2 separate regions of the Triticum aestivum genome follow, and region 1 is linked to region 2. A link is a contact called in public Hi-C data. All regions are on one chromosome and are shown on one strand. Each heading gives the region's core, a stretch centred on a gene start, on an enhancer-like site or on the middle of the called end of the contact. The rest is flanking DNA. Distances are from core to core; before and after follow the strand shown.

Region 1 (6,309 bases), core at 912-3,411, 38 kb after region 2:
CAGGTTTCGCCTATATGAGGAGATTGACACATTGTTTAAGAGTAATCTTGCATGGACACCATCACAATTTTATCTCACCAATGTTACACCTAGAGCAACAGAACCTTACCTTGCATAGATGGAGTCGCCAAATGCTAGTGGTTGAATGGCATCAGCAACGTACTGGAGGAATGGAGAAGGGAAAGGAAGACTGGAGTCCAAATCCCAAACAAGATCAAGAACATCTCCTTTGTTTCGCCTAGACTTTCATATGCACACCAAATGATTAGGTACCATGAAATGTTACTCATACAAAAGCAATGATTTTATATAAGCAATAAATCCAAATCTCAATGCATATATCAAAGCTGAGTACTAACAATGATGTATCAGAATGCCACATCGATCACAGCATCTCCCTACTGTCCATTTTTCATCTTATAGACATCAATAAAGCATAATAAAAACATATGGGAACCCATACATGAAAACAAATCTAGATTCCAAAGCCTACCATTCTTACTTAGGATAAGTTTCATTTGTAAAACCAGAAACAAAACATGGTAAATGGGATAATTGGTTGGCCATCACAAATAGATTAGGCAACTCTTGGCTAGCAACCGTGTCTGACACGTAAACCATGGTGTTAAGCAACTTTGGCATGCCAAACATGTTATGGTAAACCAAATCGTTGCCCAAATAGTCATGCTAGCCTATATTTGTGGGGCTAAGTGCACGAAGATCCAAACATGCCCTTACTTCTAATTTATTTCTCACAATTAAGGTCTCTTACTTCATCTAAAACCTCTCACAATTCACAAAAAAAACAATTAAATTCTCGTAGAGCTCAATCATAATACCAAGCTATAGAGAAAAGCGACACTTATCTAATATAGCTTTTACCTGGATACAGATTACATGGTAATCCCACAAGACAAATCCATCATTAGTACGACTTGCTTTCTGATACCAGAGGGGAATCTGAAATTCCAAGGAAAATACAACATAAACCATAAAAATCAATATAAAAAAGGAAAATATCTGCACTACGAACTAAAATGGAGCTAACAAAAGCAACAAATACACACACTAAAAGAATAGAAGCATAGTACAGAATATAAGATAAAATCACCTTCTTTTCCTCATTTGATATGAAAACAGCATAAAGGTCATTGCCCGCAGGATCAGCAAGTCCAGCTCTAATCAGTTCCTTACATAGCAAGTACACATTTTCTTCACTACACAGTGAAAATTAAACGCAACCGTTATTCAATGAATAAAAATAAAAAAAATACTTGAATTTTGACTGTGGTATGTATAAGCTTGAGAGACACACTTTAGAAGAGAGTAAAACAAGAGAACGAAAATCAATAATTCAACACACGTGAAATAAATAAGGAAATCTGCCCATTACACATTATATATGATGGTTTAGGAGAAGTGGCATGCAATAAACCAATAACAAGATAACCACTGTAGTTGTTGAATCATCCTCATTGTGTACAAGCTTCTTCCAAAGGGTGACTTTTAAAGCAATGTTGAATCACTCAGTAAAGCTAATAATTAATTAAATCAATCTAATCTCCAATTGCACACCAAATAAATTGCATATTTGTTTGTAGGTACTAGCAATTAGCAACTAGAGTAGTTTATGGTTACAAGCTTCAGCACGATCTTGTTCCTAGCAAGTGCCTCATTCAACTTCAAATATGATTTCACTCTAAGAGTCAAGGTTTTAAGCCTAGAACGAGAAATATGAACTGAATCCTATATCTCAACCCTAGTCTCCATTCCCATTCAGCACATCACTCACATACTCAAGCATCTTCAACAGAATCAGTAAAATCTTTATACAGGTAAATAACTGGGTAGGAAAGGTCTATCCTCATCATTAAGAAACCTTTCCACCTCCTGCCCAGAATTTCCTGTGGCCGAGCACGGCAGGAAGAATTAACAATATGTGTTGGAGCCATGGTTGTACCCAATCTGAGCAAGAATGGATCAGGGCGGAGAGATCGATTACCAGTAGTACGGGGTGTGGGTGAAGGATGCGGCATCGATGGGCGGGTTGTCCGGTGCCGCCGGATGGATAGGGGGAGAGGAAGGAGAGGGGTCTACGCCGGCGGCTGCTCCGTCGTCAGCCATAGAGACGCGAGTGCTTGGCGGCAGCCAAGAAGAATAAGGGCTTGTCGCTCGTGGGCTGTGGGGGTGTCAAGGCAACTATGGGCTTATTCGGGCCCAGCAACTGTTCTAATCCCAATTTAGCGCTTCAGAATTTCTCAAAAAAATAATATTAGCGCTTCAGAAGCTGGTTAGATTGGTACAGAGCGCACAAGGGGAGTAACTAGTTAACGAGCGCTCCTTCGAGAGCCTCGCAATGATCAGCGCCACTTGGCGCGCTCTCAGCCATTCGCCACGTGCCGCGCTCTAGACGCTCCCTTCGGATTTTTTTTTTATTTTTCTGCATGTGTTTTCGGCTTTTTAAACGGTTTTTTCCTGGTTTTTTTTAATGTTTTGGTTTTCTCCCGGTCTTCCTTAGCTTTTTGATAAAAAAAATTTGAAATTTTTTTTGCACGAAAAAACACGTTTTTTTCCGCGAAAGTCACGGTTGTGCTTTAGCGAGAGTCACGGCCGTGCCTTTCGAAAATGGAAAAAAAACGCGTTTTCTTTTTTTTCTTTCGCGAGAGTCACGGTTTTGCTTCTGCGAGAGGCACGGTTGTGCTTTCGCGAGAGCCACGGCCGTGCCTCTCGGAAAGGGAAAAACAAAACGCGATTTCTGTTTTTTTTCTTTCGCGAGAGTCACGGTTTTGCTTCTGCGAGAGGCAAGGTTGTGCTTTCGTGAGAGTCACGGCCGTGCCTCTCAGAAAGGGAAAAAAATACGCATTTTCTGTTTTTTTTTCTTTCGCGAGAGTCATGGTTTTGCTTTCCGCGAGAGAATAGTTGTGCTTTCGCGAGAGTCACGGTCGTGCCTCTCGGAAACGAAAAAAAGCGCGTTTTCTATTTTTTTCCTTACACGAGAGTCACGGTATTGCTTTCACAAGAGGCACGGGTGTGATTTCACGAGAGGCACAGTCGTGCCTCTTTCGGAAAGGAAAAAAAACGTGCTCCCGATTCGGTTTTTTTGCCTGGTTATTTTCCTCCGGTTTTTTTCATAAAAAAAGTTCATCAAAACCTATTAACATAAGATCTAGTTTTGAAGATCTCGACGCGAGGAATCCAGTGATGAAAACGGTTCGAGATTTGGACGCACGGTTTAAAAGATAAAATGTTTTGAATAAACGGATCTACGAAACAAGGGAAAACTCTCAGGTTGCGACAAGTGGCGCGCTGCGTGTGTGCCACTTGTCGCAACATGGGGAAGTGGAGTGTTCTTTGCAACGAGTACTCTTTAATTAGTGATTTCGGCGCACAGGAAGCTTTTCGCTACATGATAAATGGACCGGTCCATGCTAGTCTTCTTCTAGGACGGTTTTCTTTTGGTTTTCTTGGTCTGTATTCTTTCATTTTTGTTCTTTTTAAAAATTTGCAAACTTTTTCATGTTAGTGAACCCTTTTTAAAATTTGCAAAATAAATAAACCCATGATTTTTAAATTAACTTATTTTAATTTCATAAACTTTTCCCACAAAAATATGATTTTTTTTCAAATTCATGATTTTTTTGAATTTTGTGTTTTAAAACAAATTTCATGAAACATTTTCAAATTCACAACCTTTCCCAAATTCATGAACATTCTACAAATTCACATTTTTTGTAATGCGCGAACTTTTAACAAATCTGTGAAGTTTTTAAAATCCATGAGCATTTTTCAAACCCACAAATTCTTTTTCCAAATTTGTGAACCTTTTTCAAAAGTCAACGGTCGACCACCAAGCGTTGATCGAGTGAAGTTTTCTCTTATTGGCAGCGCGAATTGCTCACTTGTTGGGCCGACCCAGGCAAGAAGGGCGCGTGAGAGCTGGGTCGGTAACTGGCGCAAAGGGCGATAATTAGGAGCTCTCATGCCTAAAAATATCGTTCCCTCTCGAAGAGATCAGCAGGTACGAGGATAAGAGAGACAAAGATGTCGTCTGGATCTGGGGCGCATGGCTAGCATGGTCTTGTTGCTACCGATCTGGGGCTGAAGGGTTGCGGTCGTTGCGTTGTGGCTTGATTGGAGCTGGTGGTTTGGCTACTGCTAGCGGTGCGGTGGTTCTTTGGCCATGTTTGTTGGGGAACGCAGTAATTTCAAAAAAATTCCTACGCACACGTAAGATCATGGTGATGCATAGCAACGAGAGGGAAGAGTATCGTCCGCGTACCCTCGTAGACCGTAAGCGGAAGCGTTATGACAAGCGGTTGATGTAGTCGTACGTCTTCATGATCGACCGATCCCAGCACCGAAGGTATGGCACCTCCGCAATCTGCACACGTTCGACTCGGTGATGTCCCGCGAACTCACGATCCAGTAGAGCTTCGAGGGAGAGTTTCGTCAGCACGATGGCGTGATGATGGTGATGATGTTGCTACTGGAACAGGGCTTCGCCTAAGCACCGCTACGATATGGTCGAGGTGGATTATGGTGGAAGGGGGCATCGCACACGGCTTGGAACAATCAACTTGTGTGTCCTAGGGTGCCCCGCTGCCCCCGTATATAAAGGAGCAAGGGGGAAGGCCGGCCGGCCCTAGTGGTGCCCAAGGAGAGGAGGAATCCTCCTCCTAGTAGGAGTAGGATTCATCCTTTCCTAGTCCTACTAGGAAGGAGGAAGGGGGAAGGAAGAGAGAGGGAGAGGGAGAGGGAAAGAGGGGCCGCGCCCCCTCCCCTAGTCCTAATCGGACTCCCCTTGGGGGGGCGCCACCTCCTGGGGTGCTGCCCTATCTCTCCCCTAAGGCCCACTACTTCCCCGGGGGTTCCGGTAACCCCTCCGGTACTCCAGTTTTCTCCGAAATCACCCGAAACACTTCCGGTGTCCGAATATAGCCGTCCAATATATTGATCTTTATGTCTCGACCATTTCGAGACTCCTCGACATGTCCATGGTCATACCCGGGACTCCGAACTACCTTCGGTACATCAAAACACATAAACTCATAATACCGATCGTCACCGAACGTTAAGCGTGCGGACCCTACGGGTTCGAGAACTATGTAGACATGACCGAGACATGTATTCGGTCAATAAACAATAGCGGAACCTGGATGCTCATATTGGTTCCTACATATTCTACGAAGATCTTTATCGGTCAAACCGCATAACGATAACGTTGTTCCCTTTGTCATCGGTATGTTACTTGCCCGAGATTCGATCGTCGGTATCTCAATATCTAGTTCAATCTCATTACCGGCAAGTCTCTTTACTCATTCCGTAATGCTGCATCCCGTAACTAACTCATTAGCTACATTGCTTGCAAGGCTTATAGTGATGTACATTACCGAGAGGGCCCAAAGATACCTCTCCGACAATCGGAGTGACAAATCCTAATCTTGATCCATGCCAACTCAACAAACACCATCGGAGACACCTGTAGAGAACCTTTATAATCACCCAGTTACGTTGTGACGTTTGGTCGCACACAAAGTGTTCCTCCGGTATTCGGGAGTTGCATCATCTCATAGTCATAGGAACACGTATAGTTATGGAGAAAGCAATAGCAACAAACTAAATGATCATCCCATTAATCAAATGATAACTCATGTCTATGGTTAGGAAACATAACCATCATTGATTCAACGAGCTAGTCAAGTAGAGGCAAACTAGTGACACTTTGTTTGTCTATGTATTCACACATGTACTAAGTTTCCGGTTAATACAGTTCTAGCATGAATAATAAACATTTATCATGATATAAGGAAATATAAATAACAACTTTATTATTGCCTCTAGGGCATATTTCCTTCAGTCTCCCACTTGCACTAGAGTCAATAATCCAGTTCACATTGTCATGTGATTTAATACCAGTAGTTCACATCTTTATGTGATTAGTTCACATCTCCATGTGACTAATACCCAAAGGATTTACTAGATTCAATAATCTAGTTCACATCGCTATGTGATTAACACCCAAAGAGTGATCATGTTTTGCTTGTGAGAGAAGTTTAGTCTATGGGTCTGCAACATTCAGATCTGTATGTATTTTGCAAATTTCTATGTCTACAATACTCTGCACGGAGCTACTCTAGCTAATTGCTCCCACTTTCAATATGTATCTAGATCGAGACTTAGAGTCATCTTGATTGATGTAAAAAGCTTGCATCGACGTAACTCTTTACGACGAACTCTTTTATCACCTCCATAACCGAGAAATATTTTCATAGTCCTCTAAGGATAATTTTGACCGCTGTCCAGTGATCT
Region 2 (6,886 bases), core at 598-3,097:
CATGCGTGGGCACTTAGTCTCGACTCCCGAGTAAAACACGATATTTGCAAGAAGACACTTAGAAATTAAAAGGGGCAAAAACAGTCAAGATTGTCACTAAATGGGGTAATCTGGATGAAAATTTGTTAAATGAGATAACTAATGTCAAAAATGCTAAAATTAAGGGTTAAAAACCAAAATTCACTCCTTTTTTAGAATAACAATACTTCATTGATTACTGAATATCAATGAAGTATTATGGACCAACGAATAGACTGGTTCACTCTGAGTCTATGGGCCAACGAATAGCAGCCGGGTGAAACCCTAGCCGCCGCCCCCGTCTCCCCTCTCCTCCATCCACCCCGCCGCCGCCGGAGGAAACCAACGGGTAAGACCCGTTCGGTGGACGGCGGTGGCGGGCTCTCGCCCTCTCCTGCCGAGGGGACCTCCGGTCTTGCCTGGGGGCCGCCCTAGACGACATTGGCGCTTGGCGGAGCTCGGAAACGGGGCGGTGGCCTCAACCTTCTCGGGGTGGCATGGCTGGAGCGGCTGCGAGGGCAGCGCGGCGGCCGCCTATGGATCTAGGTGGTGCTGGCCGCGGCGACTTGTGCGGCGCTAGATCAAGATTTGAAGACGGAGACGCCATCCATGGCGGCGGCGGTCACTTGCGGTATGACTGTGATCCGATCTGATTCCAATATGCGGATTAGGGACATGGACGACCACGACTGCAGTTGGACAACTGAAGGGATCCTTTTCCCAAGTTCATCATCAGCTGATGGCGAGGATGGCATGGGTCTGCCGAAGGTGCCCTTATCGTGGGTTTCGGTGGCTCCTGGCAGACGCGTCGTCGCCCGTCAACAAGCTCATAGGAGCACAACTTTTCCCATCATAACTGTGTGTGTGACAGTGTGAGCAATGGACAATGGTTGGACTGCCAAACATTCAGGCTGAAGACGTTCTGAGATGTGATGTTCCATGGTCCTTGTGCACGAGGATTATGCATATTCATTGTCGAGTGGTCTAGAACACTACGCATGTGGGCGTTTGTCTGTGTTCGGCATTGTCAAGAATTGAAGGAATGAAGGGGGTGCTCCAGCGGTTGCAACAACGCTTCATGGTTGCGTTTGGTGGTGCTACTTCAGTACCGGGACTGGAGTTTCAGGGTGAAAACCCATGGTGTGTCCTTCGTCGGTTATACCTAGCAATGGCGATATTTTGATATCGTTACCTTGTTGAAGGCGTTACATGATGTTGCTCAGTTATTCTCTTAGGATGAAAACTCGGGGTTTAGTATTTGACTGAATCCGGCACCGGTGACACTTGTGTGTCCTTATCTTCTTGAAGACGTTGCTTTTGAAGAACCTACTCGCAGCCCGTGTGTTGTCACGGTAGTGCTTGGTATCGTTGTGGGTTACGGCGTGCCTTAGATCTTCGTGTTTTGCTTTTGTTATTTTTCCTTTTTTTTGACTGTGTGCATCCTTGATGCCTCGAGTTGCTCGTGGCATTGAGTTGTTGCAGAGCCCGGGTGTATTTTATCATCTTGATATTGATATATTATCGTTTGTCGAAAAAAGAAAAACCGAGCCCACTTGGCCTGCTGTCACTATTATGAACAACAATCACACCCACTTGGCCTGTTGTTGCTGCGGGAAGCGCACACACACTTTGAGCTTCGATCGCAAGGAAGAAGCGGTATAGTTTCCTTCGCAACTAGGAGTACGATGGGACGGCAGATCAATCAGATCACCCGGTTTTGTACGGCCTCGCCGCGGGGTCGTGTCATTTCGGGTAGGCCATCCACGTACAGGCGTGCATGGGAGCAGATGAACCACCCGCAAAATCCATGGGCGCAACTGTGCTCCGGCCTCATCTAGACGGACGGAGGGCCCTTTTCGTGTCGACGCACGCACAACGCCTACGCCTACGCCGTACCCTTGCAGGGCCCGGGATGTCACCGGCTGATCGATCGGCGGCTCGCCACGCCAGTCGTGATGGACTCTTCCAACAACTTTTTTTCTTTGAGTTGCTTCCAACAACCCATTGCCAAATCGTCTCACGGCCACCGCTCGTAAAATAAGCCGCAACCTTACCGGTGCTGACAAGACAGTCTAGAGTAGAATCTCTGAAGTCAACTTGGTAAATTCATGCCGTTAAAAAACCATTTCGTCCGGTGCAGGAGCTCGACGGCAAAAAATGACTGAACTTGTGACCGGCCAGAAGAAGTACCAGCAGTGCACTGGCAGGAACTATGAAAATTGAAAAGAGTTAACCACCAAAGGCCAGATTAGCCCATGATATGTTCCTTTTGTCAGAAAGAAATATAGTAGTGTCAGATTAGCCGTATGGCGGGCACGTGAGCTGAGGGGGGTCGCCGGCCGGATGGAGCGCCCAGTGGTACGTCGCGTGCCGGCTAGGACTAGGTTAGTTCCAAATCCCATCCCCACGTCAGAGAGGGAACTGGCTTGATCGCTTCCACTATCTTCTGTTCTGCTTCTTCCGGCTCAATTATATACTAGTACGGTGGCGTACTAGTCGGGCTGCTGTCACATGCGCCATGGTGCACTGACTGAGATTACATTAACTTGATCCAATCGATTGATTAATTATTGCCTGCCCACCAATAAATTAAGGAGTGGCGGTACGGCCGCTCCGATCCGTTCAGCCACAGCACAGCGGCCACATTCCCGTGACCGCGAAGGCGCACCGGTTTGATTGCTGCTAGTATTTCTGAAAACAATCTGGTTTCTCTGAACCGACGGTTAAAATGGGACGGAAGGCGTAAAATGTTTCTCTTTTACGAGTATTTAACAAAAAACTACACATTTCGTGGAACCGAACCTACAAACTATCATTTTATAAATTTATGGAAAACTACCACTTTTTGTCTAATCTTTGACTAAAAACTATCATGTCGGAAAAGTGTCCCATTCGCCTCTTCTAAACACCCTTCTGACAAGATGAGCCCATCTGTCAGCATTAATCTTCTTCCTCCTCTCTCTCTGGCATTTCCTCGAACACCTCATATGCACTCCGCCGCTCTGCCCTGCCGGCCGGCGAGCCCGGCCAAGCACCTCTCCGGCGCTGGTCTCCCAGTCGAGGCCATGGCAGCCTGCCAGACCGCTCCGCCGGCGTCCCTCGCCGCCGATGGCCTAGTTAGCTCACGCGCGTACAACGGCCAGCTGGAGTTGTTTGCCGCTTGCCGCTGTCGCTGCCGCATGCTGCCGGCTGCCACTAGCTGCTGTTGTTTACCCCATGTCGCCGCTAGCTGCTGTTGCATGCCGCCGCTTGCTGCTGCTACTTGCCGTTGCTGCTGGCTGCTTCTCGGCGTCGCCCGACGGGAGCATGGGGCAGTTTAGGAGCAGGAGGGGCTAGAGAGAAGAGAAGTAGACCAAGGAGAGCTCGTTGCTACTGCTTGCCGCTGCTCGGGGGCGCTGACCTACGCCCTCCTTCTCCCGTCCCGTCCCCCCCCCCCCCTCCGGCGAAGGGGATAGGCGAGGCATTGGCACGATGGCGGCCGCCATGGCTAAGGCGAGCAGGCGGCTGGGCTAGGAGGGAGGGCGACGCAGGTGGCGGGGCTCGCCGGCCGGCGGGGCAGAGCGGCGAAGTGCACATGAGGTGTTTGAGAAAATGCCAGAGAGAGGAGAAAAAAGATTAATGCTGACAGGTGGGCCCATCCTGTCAGAGAGGTGTTTAGAAGAGTCAACTTGGGCACTTTCCTGATATGATAGTTTTTAGTCAAAGATTAAACAAAAAATGATAGTTTTCGCACAAATTTATAAAGTGATAGTTTATAGACATGGTTCCACGAAATGTGGTGGTTTTTTGTTAAATACTCCTCTTTTACAGTTGTTGCTCCCCTGTAATTTGCGCGCGCGTGTGTGACTGGTTGTCGGTGTGTTCAGCCTCCGTCCGTCTGGTGCGGATCATGGAGCGGTGCAGGTAGGCATCAAGGGCTGGGAAGAAACAAAAACACAAAGCAGCATCTGAGAGAGACGACGACGAGGGGAAAGGTCGAAAGAGCAAAGATGGCATGCGTACCGGCGCCGCTGGTATGTATCTACCTGTCCCAGGTGCGAGCCGGGACCGGACACGCAGACAGAAACACAGCCCCAGCCGGCCCCCTTTTCCTCCGGCGAGGCCAACAACAGCGACCGCCACGTTCGTCTTGACCCGTCGTCGATCAGGCGATCACCGTCTCCACATGGGCGCCGCCCGTATCAAAACCACTACGCTTTCCGCTAGATATATTTATCTGAGCGACAACTAGTTTCACTGAAAATGGAGTATGGCAGAAAATCATTCGTAACAAATATGTGGGATCCAATGCCATTTCTCAAGTTATGGGGATTCATATTTTTTTTATGTGGCGTGATGAAGGTGAAGGAATTTTTTTTCCAATTTGGAACCTTCCCGGTTAGGGACGGTTCTCAGGTTCGATTCTGAGAAGACTAGAGAACAACCCAATCATGGTGCAATACCCGAGCTTGTACAGGATTGTCAGACATAAATTTGTAACGATCAAACAAGTTTTAGATAAGAAAACCATGATATTTCTTTTTGCAGGGACCTTTTAGGCCCTCGCCAGGCAGCATGGAATGAATTACTCACTCGTCTGGAGAACATTCAACTATCAGGTGAGCCGGAGATTTTTCGATGCAATTTGCATCAGAATGGCAAATTTTCAGTCAAATTCACGTACAATGCAATGGTTCGTTGTGATGTTCCGGTAGATAACAGGAAATTGTGGAAGCTCAAAATTCCTCTAAGAGTGAAGATATTGTTGGAATTTGGCTAGTAGGCCTTTGGCCCAAAGCCAACTAAAATTCTCTTGGCCCATTCATGCACACATGTGAGTAGAGTGAGTGAGGCTAAAGTTTAGTCCCACCCCGGAAGTTGAGAGAGAGTTGCACATCTTTATAAGGTGAGCTCTTCTACCACTTGTACGAGCATGAGAAGAGGTGACCTACACGCGCACTCCTCCTCCTCGCCTCGTCAAGACGCGCCGCGGGTTGCGGGATTGAGCCGAGCCGAGGACAGAGCTATGCACATTGTCTATATTTTTGCCGCATGGGAAAATTAATGAGTCATTAATTAATAATTAACGTACGCGTTAATTACTTCCGATTCTTTTGGATCGTGACGACTCGGACGTGAGGTTTACTCTCACGACCTACCCGGCCCGCACTATATAGTCAGGCAGACGTCTACCCTAACCGCTGCCGCTTCGTATGGTTTCTTACCACCGTTCCAGATCATTGCGCCGCCAAGCAAGTCTTCTCCATCCCTCCTTCCGGCGTGCACCGCGAGAAGGGACAGCAGGCCTCTGGAACCCCGCCTCTCATGATCCTGTACGGGAGAGGGGCGATCAGGTTTTTGGGGAGCGCACTCACGTGACTGCTGGCAGCGACGACTTCTTCCCCGACCTCGGCAACCTCGTCCTCGACGACATGGGCGACAACGTCAACACCGGCGGTGCTGCACCCGCTGCACCGTATGTGATTCTATCCTTCCTGTTCGAGATCGTGGTAGAATTCATGCTTCTAGTATGTGCCCTAGATGTGATATGTTCATCTCCTATGCTAGTTCGCATGATTAGTTTAATCTCTGCTGCTGTGATCATGATTTATCTTCTGTTTATTCGGATTAAATCTCGTAGTAATTTGCTCATATTTCCAACAATCCAAAAACCTGCTTATAGGCAATTTAATCCAAAATTAATCTCTGCACGCCTTCTCCAACTCCATATGATACTAGTGTGTTGCTTCGAAAGAATCGACGGATTGCTAGAGATCAACTGAGGTATTCTTAGATTATTAGCTCGCTTATGTATTTGGCGAGTGCCACGATGTCTGACATATCTTTTGCTGTGAGCAAGCTGAGTCGGTTTGTGTCAAAACCGTGAGATGATCATTGGCATGCGCTTGAGAGAGTTATGCGCTATTTGAAAGGCACCGCGAGCTATGGGATTCACTACACCGGGTATCCAAGGGTACTGGAGGGTTATAGTGACTCAAACTGGATATCTGATGCTGATGAGATTAAGGCCACAAGTGGTTATGTTTTTACACTTGGTGGTGGCGCTGTTTCCTGGAAGTCTTGCAAGCACACCATCTTAACGAGGTCAACAATGGAAGCAGAACTCACAACATTAGACACTGCCACTGTTGAAGCAGAGTGGCTTCGTGAACTCTTGATGGACTTACCTATGGTTGAAAAACCAATACCCCCTATCCTGATGAACTGTGATAATCAAACTGTGATCGTCAAGATAAACAGTTCTAAGGACAATATGAAGTCCTCAAGGCATGTGAAGAGGAGACTAAAATCTGTCAGAAAATTGAGGAACTCCGGAGTTATTACGTTGGATTATATCCAAACGTCGAAAAACTTGGCAGATCCCTTCACAAAGGGTCTATCACGTAATGTGATAGATAATGCATCGATGGAGATGGGTTTGAGACCCACCGCATGAGTTGTCCATAGTGGTAACCCACTCTATGTGATCGGAGATCCCGTGAAGTAGAAGTGGGAGACAAGCTGTTGGTCAGCTGGGAGGAGAGTATCCCTATATTAATTATCCCACTCCGTGAAGATGCAATACTCTCCTGATCTGCATGGCAGGTTGATACTTATCTTAATGTGTTCCAAGTGGCTTATTCGGGTAAGCAGAGATGTTGTCCTGCAGAACATCTTCTGAGGAACACACCTATATGAATTTGACTGTTAACGTCGCAGTCTGTGAGAATTGGGTGTTCTCTAATAAATTCATGAAAGGCCCTGGAGTATGACGTATACGCTCCACCCGCGGGGAAGCCTTGCGGCAGCCCAGTATCGGTCAAGAATTTGTGTGAAACTAGTTTCACAGAAAACTTGTAGTTCAAGGCATAGTCCACTATTCAAGTTG

The links. A called contact is a pair of places that touch in the nucleus more often than the background predicts.
Region 1: a contact with region 2 is called in a Hi-C map of leaf, with 2.5 times the contacts expected there. The contact joins the promoter of LOC123143490 here to the enhancer-like site in region 2. A contact is called at or near these places in 2 of 5 Hi-C or Micro-C datasets (leaf and root).

The regions. Positions count from the first base shown.
Region 1 is chr1A:432,083,947-432,090,255 of IWGSC CS RefSeq v2.1, forward strand. LOC123143490 (protein N-terminal glutamine amidohydrolase) reads right to left here and starts at 2,162. Exons shown (of 6, transcript XM_044562454.1): 1 at 2,003-2,162; 2 at 1,112-1,217; 3 at 883-960; 4 at 110-243. The coding sequence starts at 2,124.
Region 2 is chr1A:432,046,459-432,053,344 of IWGSC CS RefSeq v2.1, forward strand. No RefSeq gene overlaps it. Among protein-coding and RNA genes, the nearest start is that of LOC123143435, 12 kb to the left of the region's middle. Within about 2 kb of position 1,848, at least 4 of the 8 cell types and tissues checked have an H3K27ac peak or open chromatin away from gene starts, as enhancers often do. A contact at or near this core is called in leaf and root, where this site is marked.